5 separate regions of the Mus musculus genome follow, and all the other regions are linked to region 4. A link is a contact called in public HiCAR-type, HiChIP or PLAC-seq and promoter capture Hi-C data. All regions are on one chromosome and are shown on one strand. The core of a region is the stretch at or near the end of the contact, and the rest is flanking DNA. Distances in the headings are between cores, read along the strand shown.

Region 1 (2,767 bases), core at 114-2,613, 1.0 Mb before region 4:
CAAGATGCTTTTGTCAGAGACACTGTTTTTGGCCATTCAGGCCAACTCCTAATAGCTATAAAAGCTTGCGTACTATACCTGTATGCTATATTGTTAGATAATTTTAAGAGTCAAGATCACCAATCTTGGCAAGTCTTTTCATATTCATTGTAATTCTTGTCAATTAACTAATTGTGTAGATCCTAATTTAGATGAGGAATCTGCTGTTATGATTTTGCTTAAGAGACCTGGGTATGTTTTACTGCCTGTAGAGTTAGGAAATGATCCTTGGTTTGAGAATTCAGGATTGCAAGCTTTAAAAAGACTAAACAAACTTATTAGACCTAAGAAATTTGTAGCAGCGCTGATTTTAGGAATTAGTGCCTTAATTGCAATTTTAACTTCTTTTGCATTATCTACTACAGAATTAGTTCAGCAACTTCATACCGCTCATTTTGTTAATGATATGCATAAGAATATTTCTGTAGCCTTGTCAGAGCTGCATGTTATAGATAAAAAATTGGAAGTGAAGGTTAATACCCTAGAAGAAGTAGTGCTGGCAATAGGGCATGATATTGCAAATATTAAAACCAGGTTAGCTACTAAATGTCATGATTCTTTCCAATACATTTGTGTCACCCCCTTACCTTATAATACAACCATTGATTGGGAAAAGACTAAAGCTCATTTGCAGGTAGTATGGAGAGATACTGATATTTCTCATGACTTGGAACAGTTAAAGGCAGAAATTTCAGATATTAGTAAAAGTAATTTGGACACTTGGAACATTGATGAATTGGCTAGAGATTTAAAAAATAACTTAAGTGCATTGAACCCCCTGGATTGGGTTCAATATATAATCCTACATGTTATTATAATTGGCATTGTTTTATTAGTAATCGTTGTGTTTCCACTCATCTTTAGAGTGCTCCTGAGGTCTGTAGCTACAACCAGGCAGGACATCCTGGAACTTCAGCTGAAAAATAAAAAAAAAAAAAAAAAAAAAAGGAGAAATGCCACACCCTCTGGTCGGGTCTGCTTGACAGGCTGAAAGAGTCTGTAAGTACTCAATGAGGAAGCTCACCTCCTGGAGTTTTGGCGTTCTCATTTACCAATATACTCATTCTCTAGTCCCGAGTTAGTCTGGTATATGGATCTCCGAGCTCTCTTTTAATATTTTATTATAAATGCCTTTTAAGATTAAATTCTGTTATAATGAAGCCTCCTCATGGTTCCAAGGTCCCAGAAGCCTACAAGCTTGAAATCCGGCAGGAATGCAGAAAGGAAGTTACCTATTCAGTTACTAATTAAGCATTACAAAAGACAGAGCTAGTAGCTCAGAGATGGTCTGCAAAATATTTACCAAGGACAATAGCAATTCTCACGCAAACAAGGGAATAGTAGAGCTAAAGAATCCCACTGAGACAGAGATCTTCTCTACAGCTAGGTATAGTAAGCTTCACATAAGAAGCAAATTGGTATATTCTTCTGTAGACCCAGGACATAGGGTGTTGAGGTATTGCAGTATTCATGATAAGGTCTGCTAGTGCAGAACCCCTGGTAGTGGGTTTAACAATAGACTAGTTTACACCTGGCTCCCTTCTTTTGCAGCAGCAGCCTCATCCCCAGCTTCTTTTGATATATACATTCCTTTTGTATTGCATCACTGTAACTTGGTGGATTGTATTTTGCCTGGTTTCTTGTTATTTCTTTGGTATAAAAAGTTTGATGCTCTACCTGAAACAATACATTCAGATTCTACACAATCTCGAGTGTTGGTCTGTCTGGAAACCACTGACACTTTGCCCACCTGCCCCAGAGACCAGTTCCACGCAGACAAAGGGACCCTGAGGGTCTGCGGCATTCAGTATCTTTTCTTCTTTTGAGCATTTTTAAAAAATTGTTCACTCATTTAGTTTTCAAAACTGTAAAATGGCTTATGCTTGTCCCTTAGTGAAACCACTAAGATGATGTCCCATTGTCTCAGAACAAATAACAAACTCTTCACTGGGATCCTTATCTCTCAGCTGCTCCCTGGACATGTTACCCTGTGGTTGGACACATTTCTCTATCTCTTAGGCTCACTTTAACTGCTGTACCGTTGGTCTCAGATTAAAAATCACTTTCTCAATGAATATTCTCTAAATCTTTCATTTCAAATTGTGTATTTCTCACATTTTTTTTTAAATATGGTTCTACTTTTAATAGCCCATTACAACTCAGGATTTACCATTCTATGTAGCTCCTTGTTTATTTTTTCTAGTTTTCATTAGGTCCTTTCAGAGAAGTTTATTACTTCCTGCAGTATACACAACATACAATAACATTATTGGCATGTGGCAATTTAGTATTTCTTGAGTACGTAAAAGTATAGTGATTGAAATACTATTCGACAGATTGATTAGAGAAAATTAAGGGAGATTCTCAGCAAGAATTATCTAAAACAACCTATGAAATTATTGAAAACAACCTATGGAGTTAATTGAAAAGAAAAAAATGGAAACAGGATTTTGAATCCACAAAATATCCTAGATAATCATAAAGTTGTGGTAAAAACAAAACAAAACAAGCAAACACTGTTGTGTGTGATAGTTTGTTCAGAGTAGTAAAATAAATAAGTGCTAAGAGGAGAGAGAAGGAGGTGGTGGTGGCGGTAAAAAGAATTTAGATTTTCTTTAGCCCCTTGAGTGTGGGACCATCTCTGGGATGATAGTCTTGGTTCTATAAGAGAGCAGGCTGAGCAAGCCAGGGGAAACAAGCCAGTAAAGAACATCCCTCCATGGCTTCT
Region 2 (2,700 bases), core at 28-2,527, 1.4 Mb after region 4:
AAGGGAAACGTCGTGCAAATGACAAAAGCTTTGTTCTCATTTTTCTGTATCTCAGTCTGAGTAGAGGTCACAGTGCATAGGACGTATGCCTTTACTTTTTCTTCTCCTTACTTAGCTCTGGCTGACCTATGTAGTTGAGATGAGCCTGAAACTAGGAGGGATCTGCCTGCCAATAGCTACCAAAGCAGGGATTAAAGGCATACCATCACGACCCAAACTTATTTTCTCTTCCTTGGCTCTATGTTGACAAACAGAACCCTTCGCAAACTTTAAGGACACTGCGATCACCTAAGGGACCTTGCCAAAAGTAAGTTCAAGCTCAGTGGGTGTAAGTGGGTCTGGGAATCTGAGATGTCCAACCAGCTTCCAGATGAGGATGCCAACGGGCAAGAAGTCTTGAAGCACGGAGTTAGAGACACGCGAGACATCAGTGTCTGGGCAGATGTCAGAAAGGTATTCCTTTTCTTATAGCTAAGAATCACCACTTAGTTAATAGAAGTATTTAGCCCTCACGTGCTAAGAGCTGCTGCGGGCACACACTTATCCTAAATCCTTAATGATTAAGCCGGGTTGAAAAGCAACTACCACTATCAAACGCCGAGACCCGATCTGGCTTCTCCTTGCAATTATAACTGTAACTCTTTTGGAATTGAATTACCGTCTCCAAGCCTCAGTTTCTTCAGGTAGCAGTTTTGAGCGGGTAACAGGGTGGGAAAAAAAAAAGGCAAGACAGTAAAATGTCTGGCAAGTACCATGCAAGCACAGAACTAACCCAGTGGGAAACTTCTACTGCAAGCGCTGAGGAGACAGTATCACCAAAGGAGCAGCTAAGTGCACAAATGCCCACCACCTGTGTACACGAGTTTCTCTTGAATGGAGGCCTGCGCGCAGAGGCTCGCAGATTTACAGAAAGAACGCCGCGACATGGACACCCGCTACTCGTAGGGCGGGCTGGCTGGTCAGAAGGAAGAGGAGAGAAGAGCACGTCCGGAGCCGTCCGAGGCAGCCCGCGGGATGCCGGCAGGAGGCGGGCGCAGCGGCCGGCCCGCGCAGCAGCGGCCCCTCGGCCCCACCTCGGCCCCGGCTACGTACCCTCCAGAGCTCCGGGCGTCCGGAGCCTGCCGCAGCATCAGAGCCGCACCCACCACGGCGGACAACGGGCGGCGAAGACCCCGAGCCACGGCCCGACTCAAAGAACCACAGGGCTGAGTCGCTGGCGGCGGAGGAGCTGCAGGCTCCGCGGTGACCCTGTCACCTCTGCTGGCTTTATTATCCCATTGGCTGAAAATGAAGCAACGTGAGGAAGGACACCCAACCAGAGGCGGGATGTTCTCAAACCTAGTAGCTCATTGGTGAGCTAGACCGGACCTATGAGGACCCAGAACACTGAATTGGAACCAAGGGCTCGCCGTCCACGGAGTGCTAAACAAATTTACAGCCATCGTGGCTCCGCGACTACAATTCCCAGGGTTCCCGCGGCAGGAAGGGCTTCTGCTTCTGTGTGCAGACACGCGAACAGAATAGTTTATCTTCAGCAAGTCTTCCAGGTCTGATAAAACAACCTGTAACCCTTCATCCACGTCTGTGCGTCTTTACCCAGAATCTTCGGACGTTTTTTTGTAGTTTTTACTATGAACGTCGACACTGTTTGGCCTCTCTGGATTTCGTTCATTTCTTTTCAGTGCTGCTTTCTAGCAAAGCGAGGGATGCGAAGTGCTTTTGTTGGGTTGGCCTAAGTGATTTGACATTGAAAAGAATTTTGTCTTTTCTCTTGTCAGAGACTTGTGTTAAGAGAGTTCTCCAGTTCATCATGAAGTTTTGTTAATGCTGTTTTCTATTTATCAAAGTAAAGACATACTTGTTTTATCGATACTAGTTACCGAGGAGTTGCTCTAGGTACGTTTTATTTTCCAAAGTATTTCTGAAATTGTTATCCAAGTCTCGCAGGCTAATCTGAAAATAATACATCCATCCACACTCCTTTTTGATCTTCGTTTCTACAATCTTATTCTGACGTGTTGCTCATACATTAAAGTTACAGGGACTTTGTTGTTATTCTTGTTACAAGGAATTTGAAAGGGCTTTAATTTGGAAAGGATGTGGAAGACACCACACCGGACTGTATTCTACGCTATTATCTCCAATATTTTGTAAGTGAATTTATAAACCAGACCGCCACGGCGGAATCTGAGCACTAAGTAGGTAAAGGCTGAAGGCAGACCATTTCAAGTTCAAGCCCAGTTTAGGCTAACTAAAGCTTCACAGAAACCTTGACTTAAAAAGAAAAAAAAAGAAGAAGAAGAAGAAGAACAAAAGAGTCCATCTCTTGAGTTTCTTAATGTTCCCGTGCTCTTGGTTATCTTATTATTAAAACCCAAAATGAAAACAAGTCCAAAGTAAAGCTTGGTAGAAAACAAGAACAAGACTCTAAATAACCATCTCACCTACAGGCAAAAGCCAGTCTGTGTGCTTTATTCACAAAGCCAAGACAGGGATTAGTGGTAAGAGAACATTGAGCCTAAATTAAAAACAGTGAATGTAGAAAGCAGGAAAAAAAAAAAAAAAAAGTAAATATACTAAGTCCAAGGGGCATACCCAGTACAGCACAACCTATCTGGCTGAGTAAGTGAAGACTTGCCCAATATTCTAATAAAAGGTGACTCAGTAATCCAGAAAGGAAAATTCGCTGTTTTTGCTAAT
Region 3 (2,814 bases), core at 250-2,749, 1.4 Mb after region 4:
AAATGATTCCATTACTGGGAGAAACAATAATTTGTGATAAAATTACTCAGGTTTAAGTCACTGCACCTTCATCTAGATTGTCAAAAAGTTCAGGGCCACTCCAGGGCACTTGAGGGTAAAGCAAGGTGGGAAGGGAGGGAAGTTGTAAAGAAAAAATCAAATCAAATCAAAACAAAACAAAAAACAGGTTTTAAGCCATCTCCAACTGATGGGTGCTTTCAGATACCCTTCTTCTTAAACATAGACAATCACATAGGCCTGTGTGGTGGCAGGCAGCTGAGAGTCACCTGTGGGTCACACAGCTGGTGACCAGGGATCCTGAGGCAACTAATAGCTTAGCAGTAAATCCTACAAGTATCATTGGAATGGTCGCCCTGGTGTGTGGTCCCTACCAGTTCACTTCAGCAGCTTTTGTCTTTTCATCAGCCTTCAGACCAAGCACCCCTCCCTGAACTGCTCTCTCAGGCTTCTCTCTCCCAGCCTTGGTCACAGCCTGTCAGGCCCTTTTGTACTTAAAACGTTATAACACTTGGTCACATATATTAATTAACCTTGTTTTGATCTCCCTGCCTTTTGGTAGGCTTACTCAGGGTGTGGTTCAAGGCTTAAAAAACAAACAAACAAACAAACAAACCCCACCAACTTTGTACTGTCATAATGGGCTCCCAACGAGCCGTTGCTGAGTAACTGAATTGAAGCTCTAGGTGAAATCCAAAGCAGTAGCCAGGAGGAATTTAGGCCATCCAGGGTAAGAACACCAGCGCTCCAATGAGAGGGTAAGAGAGAAGGCGAAGTAGCAACAGCTGCTGCCCACTTCCCACCTCAACTCTTCCACCCTCTTCCAGGTTGTTTTGGACATAGGCTGGTCTTCAACTCTGGATCCTCCAGCCTCCAACTTCAAACTACTCGTTTTACATAGCAGGAGCCGCCACGCCCAGGTAGGAGCGGCCTCTTGAATTACTGATAGGCTTTCCCTCCATATTCACGTTTTATCGCACCCACACACACCACCGTGCTGCTTATAGCTAACTTGACACAGACTGATCGTATTTTCATGACTAGGTTATCTGAAATCTAGAATAACCCTTCATTAAAAACTACGCACACCAATTAGGCAGACTTTGAGGCGGGGGAACTGAAGGCAGGAAAAGTCTTCACTCCCTCTGAGCCGCGCCTTCCACTCCTCCAGAACATACGTCCGGGATTTGAGGCCCGAAACAGATCGCCCTGGCAGACAAAGTCCCCACAGAGCGTGGGTTGAGAAGGGCTCGACACAGGCTAGGCTAGGCTAGGCTAAGGACCTAGCTCCTTTCAGCGGGCACACATTTGAGACTTCACTCGGAATGTGGGTATTCCTACACCCAAAAGGGGCGAAGTTTACCAACAAAAATAACAGGGGCAGAAGCACCCAAGACAAAGCGCGGCACACTAGCAAGCACACGCCCCTTACTGGGCACCGCGCGTGCGCACAGAGCCCGGGACAGGTAGCCGGCGTGGCCGGCGAGCAGACACGCCTTCCGCCGGCCTCTCCTGAGCCCGCCCCCGGGCCTCAGCGAGCCGTTCACTGGTCAGCCTAGGCCGGGCCAGGGGCGGGGATTGGCTGATTGGCATAAGGTCCTGGGACAGCCAATCTGGAAGGCTGAGCAGCTGCGAAGGTGAGGGCTGCTGCGCAGCCGAGGTGAGTGGGGCCCGGGACAGAAAAGCGGTTGGCGGGGTGGGGAATGGCTACCACCCGGAGCTGAACGGTGGCGGGAGGCCGTGTTGTGGACAAGGGAGGGGACGGGGCGCGGCGCGGGAGGCCGGCGAGCGGGAGGGAGGCCGCGGAAGCCCGGAGCAGAGAGCAGCCCTCCGGCTCGCCCGCGCCTGGCCTGCTGAGCTCCGCGGGCCGCCGGCCTGGCTCCCATCCCCCGCAGTCGGCGTTGTGCCCTCGCTGGATCCGGGCTGAACGGGGCGGCCCACGGCGTTCAGCCTGTTCTACCTGGACCTACTTTCCTGTCATTGTCGGCTGGCAGCTCTGAACTTTCTAAGCGTGCGCAGTTTGCGTGTAGCCAGACTACAGAAACTTTGAGATCTGAAGTCAAACTTAACCAAACCTTTCTTTCCGCCTGATGGTTTGTTTTGTGATTGGTCTGATGTAACCTCTTCTGGCTTAAACCTCGTTTTGTGCTTGAGGATGGTCAATAGAAGTTCGGATCCTACCCCCTCCACCTCCCAACTACAGGATTTAAAGCTTGCTTCACCACATCCGGAAAAGAATATTAAGGAGTATTTCATGATACTTGGTAATTTAGCGTTCACTTTTTTGTTTGGTTTGGTTTTGAGACAGAGTTGTCTTCCTTACTCTAGGCTGGGGTGGAATGCACTATGTAGATTAGGTTGAGCTGCCTAAAACCTCCTGCCTCAGTCACCACGCCCGATTCCAGTCACCTTTTCCTAGTGTATGTAGTTGTTTTACATTACAATGACTTAGTCAAGGAAGTTGTGACACTTACTATCTTGTTACATGAAAGTAAGTTGTGTCCACATATATTGATCACATATATTGTACATACACAAAAATCATTTAAAAGGTAAAAATTATTTTTAAAAAGAAGGTAATAGAAATGGGTTTGCGATTATATACAACCGAGTTTGACTATAAAATGCTTACGAGCTAAGAAAAGTCTCAGTCACGATGTGCAGCTAACTCTCTATCAACACCCTAATCTTTGAATTGAAATGCAAGTCTAGTAACTGAAGAGGAAACTTAAGGGTTCTTTAGAAACTGTGTTGTACGGTGTTCTGCTGGGCTAAACACGTGAAGGAACATGTAGC
Region 4 (2,817 bases), core at 253-2,752:
CACTTAGCTCTGTGCTCAGGGTGAAACATGGCCTAATTCAAACGCCCAGGGTGACTTAGAGTATCAGAGTGAACATTTACAGTCAGGAAGTGGTGACATGTTTTGTTCCCATTGGGTAGTACTGAAGTTGCACCTCTCCAGTGTTCCAGTGTGGGGGGTTCTTGACTAGAGTTAGAATGAGAAATGGGGGTAGGAGCTGACAGTAGACTTAGCAGCAAATTACTGACAATTCAAAGTTTTTTGTGGTAAGGGATTCTACAATTTCCCAGAAGATGGGAGCACTAGGAAGGAGAAAAACACTCCTAAGTATCTTCCTAGCAGTGGCCTTGGGGGAGGGGGGGGTGGCAGGTGAGTGAGAGAGGAAGGTGGCCTTGCCACCCCACCACCTTCATTGAGGTAGAGCAATGGCTTGGTCTGGATTCTTTCTGAAAGAGAAACTGCAGGAATGCAGAGTTGCTTTTTGCGCCCCAACCTACTTAAAGGAGTGGGAGCCAAACCCCTGCTCCCAACAACAAGCAGCATTTTCCTTATCAGAAGCCCTCTGGGACTCAGCAAGCTTGATAGGCTCTGGCTCTGATGTCCCATAAGGCCCACTCTGTGGCTGGAAGAAACATGATCAAAACCCATGGAACTCAGACTTCACTGACCACAGAGTCCTGCCTGGAAAAGTTGAAAACATTCTCCCGAGCAAGGCCTATTTGTAGAACTCCTCAACCTAGTGTCTGTATAGCAAATTCTGATCCTATTTCATATTAAGAACATACTTACGTTTTTATTTAGTCCAGCAGATTTTCCCAAATGACTTAATTTCTTCCTGAGGCAATTTTAAAAATTCAGAATATTATTGTTTTTTAAAAGGAAAGAAATAGAAAGGCTCTCATTTAGAGCACTGAGGGATGTTATCAGTGTGACCTTGACGTGTAAATGGAGAAGGCATGCTAGGTTTGAGTCCGAACTCTTGTCTTCTTGCGTATCTGAGATGTTCTCGGTCTGGCTAAGAACAGGGACATGAGGAGAGATTTGTTTTTAAAGGTTACCATTAGCGGTTCACTAGCTGAGGTTAGGAATTTTGTATTTTTATATTTCGTGAAATTCATGATTTAATTATACTCCTCAAACAAATTAAGGGCAGGCCTTCTACACAAATTGGAGGCAGCTAAATGCTCTTTTGTGCCTGCAGCTCTCGGATTGTTAAAGAGGCTGCTGATGCATGAGAAGAAGTGCCTGATTTAACTCATTGGGATGCAGGAAGCGACCTGCCCTCTTTTGAAAAAAAAGTGAGAGAGAGAGAGAGAGAGAGAGAGAGAGAGAGAGAGAGAGAACACTAGCTTTAGAAGAGCAAGAGGGTGAGTGACAGAGAGAGGAGAGGAGAGGAGAGGAGAGGAGAGGAGAGGAGAGGAGAGGAGAGGAGAGGAGAGGAGAGGAGAGGAGAGGAGAGGAGAGGAGAGGAGAGGAGAAATACAGGGGCAGGGGGTGTGTGCCAAACTCCTTCTTTGCTGAGTAGAAAGCTTCTGAATTTCAAGCAGAAAGTGGAAGGAGCTCCACAGAGCAATATCTTGGGCTGCGTGTGCAGAGCGTAGACAATGAAAATCTCCGCCCCCTCCCCCATGCTCTCAAGTCTTCAAGATTTTTTTCTTTCCTTCACAACGATGGAAGCTATGTAAAAATCAAATACACAGAGATGTATATACTTTTTTTTTTTTAAAGCACAGACTAACAAACCGAAGGACCTGACCATGGATTATTCAAGGACTCACCTGCTGTAAGTACTGTCTGTCTTTTCCTGGGTTTTTAAGCTCTGCTTCGCGCGGTGAACTGAGTGTTCCTATTGTGAGCAGAGTTGCTGCCTGTGTCTGTATGTTTTTATTTGTAGGGGCTTCCTGCATTGTTTTTGTTTTGTTTTGTTTTTCTGTACCTAAGCTGCAGCATTTTACCTAGGCTAGTAATAGAGTCCTGTTATTATGCTGTGGATTGTAGCAGTGGGCTGGGGGCAGGGGAGGCGCACAGATCAGGGTTTCCCGCGCTTTGAGCATCCTTAAGAGTTGCTGCCAGCTTAACATCCTCGCTGAAAGATTGGTTCCTGTCGCTCAAAGGGTAGGACTACGGAGCTACCGGACGAGCTCTGGGGACAGGATGGAGTCAAAAGGAGAGATCTTAGACTGGGAGATGATGGGCCTCCATCCCCACAACAACACACCTAGTTTAGAGCCCTCTGCTGCCCACCGCTAACACCCGTTGTCTTGGGAGGATTAACACGGCCCTGAGCGCTGCTTCTGGAACCGAGCCTTTCCTGCGTTTTTGTTTTGTTTTGTTTTGTTTTTAACTTAAACCTTAAAGCTGGGATCTTCTAGACATCAGGGCTAAGTGAGGATGCCTCTGTGTGTGTGTGTGTGTGTGTGTGTGTGTGTGTGTGTGTGTGTGTGTGTGTGTGTGTGTGACCAAACAATATAAATTGCCATTCGCGGAAGATATTTTCTAGCCTCTTGAAAATATGCAAGAATTCTGCGGCCCATGCTTCCTTTGTGTAGCAGGCAGCGCCAAGCGCTTTGTGCTTCGCAAGTAGAAAATGGCGAGTCCTATTGTGTTTAGGCCATTTTCTTCCGGTACAAGGATTTCCCAAGTTTTCAATACTTTGAGGGGCAGGAGCAAGAATCAGCCCTCTTATACCCAGAAAAGCAAAAGCGGAAGCGGCTATGGCTGGGCCCCTTGGCCCGGTGGGTATGGACCTTGCTTTGAAACCAAGGGTCTGTTTCCCTGCTGTCCAGATATTTGAATAGAAACAATTTGTACTGGTCGGTGCCCTTTAAAGATTTGTAG
Region 5 (2,700 bases), core at 122-2,621, 1.3 Mb before region 4:
ATTTGTGGAAAATTAGAAAAACTGAATAATTAATGCAATCTTCCCATTATTAAACTTTCATTGATATCTATTTGTAGAAGTGATTATCTAGAGCACACTGAGCAGTGAGTTAGGTCCTGTTTCTATGAGGAGTGTATATAGCCTTCGGCAGACTTGTTCATGAAAGTGGAGAAGTGAAGCTGCAGATGAATCACCATGCTCGGTCTCACACTCACCAGCAAAACGGGCTGGGAGCTCCCCAGCCCTTAGGTGAGTGGGGAAGGAGAAGCACACTTCAGCAGAATAACAGTGGTTGGGAGGAGGGGAGTCTCAAGTTCCTTTCTGCCTAGCCATGGAATGTCATGATGAAATCCCAGTTCAGTGTAGGATCCAGTAGGGAACATTGATTTTCAAATGTACCAACAGTATGAAGTAATTTATGATTACTGATAGAACCCTAATAAATATAACTAATGTCAGTGAATTCAAAGGCACACACACATACACACACACACACACACACACCTGTACACAGTCAGACACAGATACACACCTGTACACAACCAAACAGAGACATACACACCTGTACACAAACACACACACACACACACACACACACAGCTTTTTACTGCTCTATAATCCCATTGCTGACATAAAATCTTTTGTTTTGCTTCTCATGGAAACACAGTACTAGAAAAAATCAGTTTGTTTTCTTTTGTATACTTGCAGCTTCCTTCATTGTACTTTGAAAAAAAAAAGACACATATTTTACTTTCTACTTTTCTTAAAGAACAGAATTAGTTGGTTCGTATCTGCCAACATTTTTTGAAAGTATAGCTCAACAGATTCTTCTAGTACCAAGGAACACATAATTTATGAACAAATAAACTTTCGAAATATTGAATTCTTAGATATTTAATTCCCTAAGTGAAGCTTTAATAAGAAAAAGTGGTTTAGGAGCTGAAGGGGCCTGCAACCCTAGAGGTGGAACAACAATATGAACTAACCAGCACCCCCAGAGCTCTTGTCTCTAGCTGCATATGTAGCAGAAGATGGCCTAGTCGGCCATCATTGGGAAGAGAGGCCCTTTGGTCTTGCAAACTTTATATGCCCCAGTACTGGGGAAACACCAGGGCCAAGAAGTGGGAGTGGGTGGGTTGGGGAGCGGGGCGGGGTATAGGGGACTTTGGGGATAGCATTTGAAATGTAAATGAAGTAAATACCTAATAAAAAAATTGGAGGGAAAAAAAAAAAGGTTTTGAGGGCCTTCCTGACTGCATTACCCAAGAGCAGCCACAAGAGGGCGTGTGAGGAACACAATTGCCTTTAGAATTGGCTTCAGAAGCTACTGCATAACCGGGCAAAATGCATCTGCAACATCTTTGTCTTGTGACGTGGAGGACTTGAGACTGAAAACAATCGCTTGCATCGCTGTTTAACATGCTATCCACATGGAAATCGGAGGAAAGAAAAATTCTGAAGTTCCTGTGAGGTTACTTTGCTAGCTTCTCAAAGCGCCTCTGGGGATAATGAAGTCAGAAATGCTTTTGCTTATTTGATTTAGCTGGTATTTCTCCGTGCTAGAGACAAGGCTGCTCCAAAAATTAGGGTTTGAGTAGAATCATATTTCCGGACTTCAAAGAATTTGGCATAATGGTTTTGTTTTCCACTGACATATTTAAAGGAAGAAAAAAGGGAGAGGAGGCGGAGGGAGGACGAAAAGGAGGAGAAAGAGAAGAGGGAGGGGGAGGAGGAAGAGAAGGAAGAGGAGGAGGACAAACTCTACGATGACAATGACGATAAGCATTCTTGATATATTGATATATATATCAAACAAACAAACAACAACAAAAACCCCAAGCCCAGGTCTTCCCATCCATTCACATGTCACTATCCCAAGTGGGTGTGTCTCAGAATTGGAAAGCTCAGGAGCTTCACAGAAGGCCACATATTGATATCAAGAAGACAATCTTGGAAAAGAGGAGGACGATTGAATATGGAGACCCTATAGGGTAGTGGTTCTTAAATTCTGTTCTAAAACAGAGTCACTTGGCATACTTCTTTGTCCAGACACACATAGTAGACTCCACCATTACCGTCCACTCTGTGCAGCACATCTGAGATGAGGCCAGAGGATGCACAATTCTCTGAAGTCCTCAGGCAATGTTGATGCTTCAGATGGGGAAGCCACTTTGAGAACCACTCTTCTGGTGATTGCTCTAACATCTCCTTTACAATGCAGACCTGGGCCTGGGAATCTATAGGTCACAAATAACAATTCCAGTGTACTTCTCCATGAAACTGGGTCCTGAGCCATGTAACCTAGTAAACTGAAATTCTTTCATGTTCTCGCTGCCTTTAGACTGGATGCTTGTAAAAAAGAGATGTGTGAACTGAACAAAACCCTTAGATACCTCTTCTCTTTCCCAGAGTATTTCAAATCATGGGGTTTTCCTGAAAACAGTCAACTTATCCTGCTAACACCTGTATCTTTATTCTTAAATCTTAGTGCACTGAGTGTGAGCAGGTAAATGCATTATAAATGGATGCAGCTTGAACATCGTTTGTGGATTTTCTCCATTTCCAGAAGACCATGATAAGTTAGTTAACCTTTGTGTATATTCATTTTCTCATCTTCAAAATGGGAACAGTTGTTCAACTTTCCTTTCAAGGTGTGTGTGTGTGTGTGTGTGTGTGTGTGTGTGTGTGTGTGTGTGTATA

The links. Promoter capture Hi-C pulls out the DNA fragments that hold promoters and counts their contacts. HiCAR-type assays count read pairs that join an accessible place to other places. HiChIP or PLAC-seq counts read pairs in DNA pulled down with a chosen protein or histone mark.
Region 1: a contact with region 4 is called in an H3K4me3 HiChIP or PLAC-seq map of embryonic stem cells, with 7 times the contacts expected there. The contact joins the enhancer-like site here to the promoter of Mir124-2hg in region 4. A contact is called at or near these places in 2 of 39 promoter capture datasets (hippocampal neurons and liver) and 5 of 115 datasets of contacts at active chromatin or transcription factors (embryonic forebrain, embryonic stem cells and stem cell-derived neural progenitor cells).
Region 2: a contact with region 4 is called in a HiCAR-type map of astrocytes, with 4 times the contacts expected there. The contact joins the promoter of Armc1 here to the promoter of Mir124-2hg in region 4. A contact is called at or near these places in 1 of 39 promoter capture datasets (embryonic stem cells) and 2 of 115 datasets of contacts at active chromatin or transcription factors (astrocytes and embryonic forebrain).
Region 3: a contact with region 4 is called in a promoter capture Hi-C map of hippocampal neurons, with 10 times the contacts expected there. The contact joins the promoter of Mtfr1 here to the promoter of Mir124-2hg in region 4. A contact is called at or near these places in 2 of 39 promoter capture datasets (embryonic stem cells and hippocampal neurons) and 1 of 115 datasets of contacts at active chromatin or transcription factors (astrocytes).
Region 5: an H3K4me3 HiChIP or PLAC-seq map of forebrain shows a contact between it and region 4, with 20 times the contacts expected there. The contact joins the enhancer-like site here to the promoter of Mir124-2hg in region 4. A contact is called at or near these places in 18 of 39 promoter capture datasets (the 3T3-L1 cell line, the C10 cell line, the HPC-7 cell line and 11 more), 1 of 15 datasets of contacts at CTCF or cohesin (stem cell-derived epiblast-like cells), 3 of 484 Hi-C or Micro-C datasets (the HPC-7 cell line, cranial neural crest and nephron progenitors) and 15 of 115 datasets of contacts at active chromatin or transcription factors (SST interneurons, VIP interneurons, differentiating embryonic stem cells and 10 more).

The regions. Positions count from the first base shown.
Region 1 is chr3:16,750,963-16,753,729 of GRCm38.p6, forward strand. No RefSeq gene overlaps it. Among named protein-coding and RNA genes, the nearest start is that of Gm30223, 65 kb to the right of the region's middle. Within about 2 kb of position 1,364, at least 5 of the 459 cell types and tissues checked have an H3K27ac peak or open chromatin away from gene starts, as enhancers often do. A contact at or near this core is called in embryonic stem cells, where this site is marked.
Region 2 is chr3:19,161,818-19,164,517 of GRCm38.p6, forward strand. Armc1 (armadillo repeat containing 1) reads right to left here and starts at 1,278. Exons shown (of 7, transcript NM_028840.3): 1 at 1,093-1,278.
Region 3 is chr3:19,186,611-19,189,424 of GRCm38.p6, forward strand. It overlaps Mtfr1 (mitochondrial fission regulator 1), which reads left to right and starts at 1,500. Exons shown (of 8, transcript NM_026182.6): 1 at 1,500-1,678.
Region 4 is chr3:17,788,419-17,791,235 of GRCm38.p6, forward strand. Mir124-2hg (Mir124-2 host gene (non-protein coding)) reads left to right here and starts at 1,503. Exons shown (of 3, transcript NR_033490.1): 1 at 1,503-1,762.
Region 5 is chr3:16,465,275-16,467,974 of GRCm38.p6, forward strand. No RefSeq gene overlaps it. Among named protein-coding and RNA genes, the nearest start is that of Ythdf3, 280 kb to the left of the region's middle. Within about 2 kb of position 1,372, at least 22 of the 459 cell types and tissues checked have an H3K27ac peak or open chromatin away from gene starts, as enhancers often do. A contact at or near this core is called in SST interneurons, embryonic basal ganglia, embryonic brain and 1 more, where this site is marked.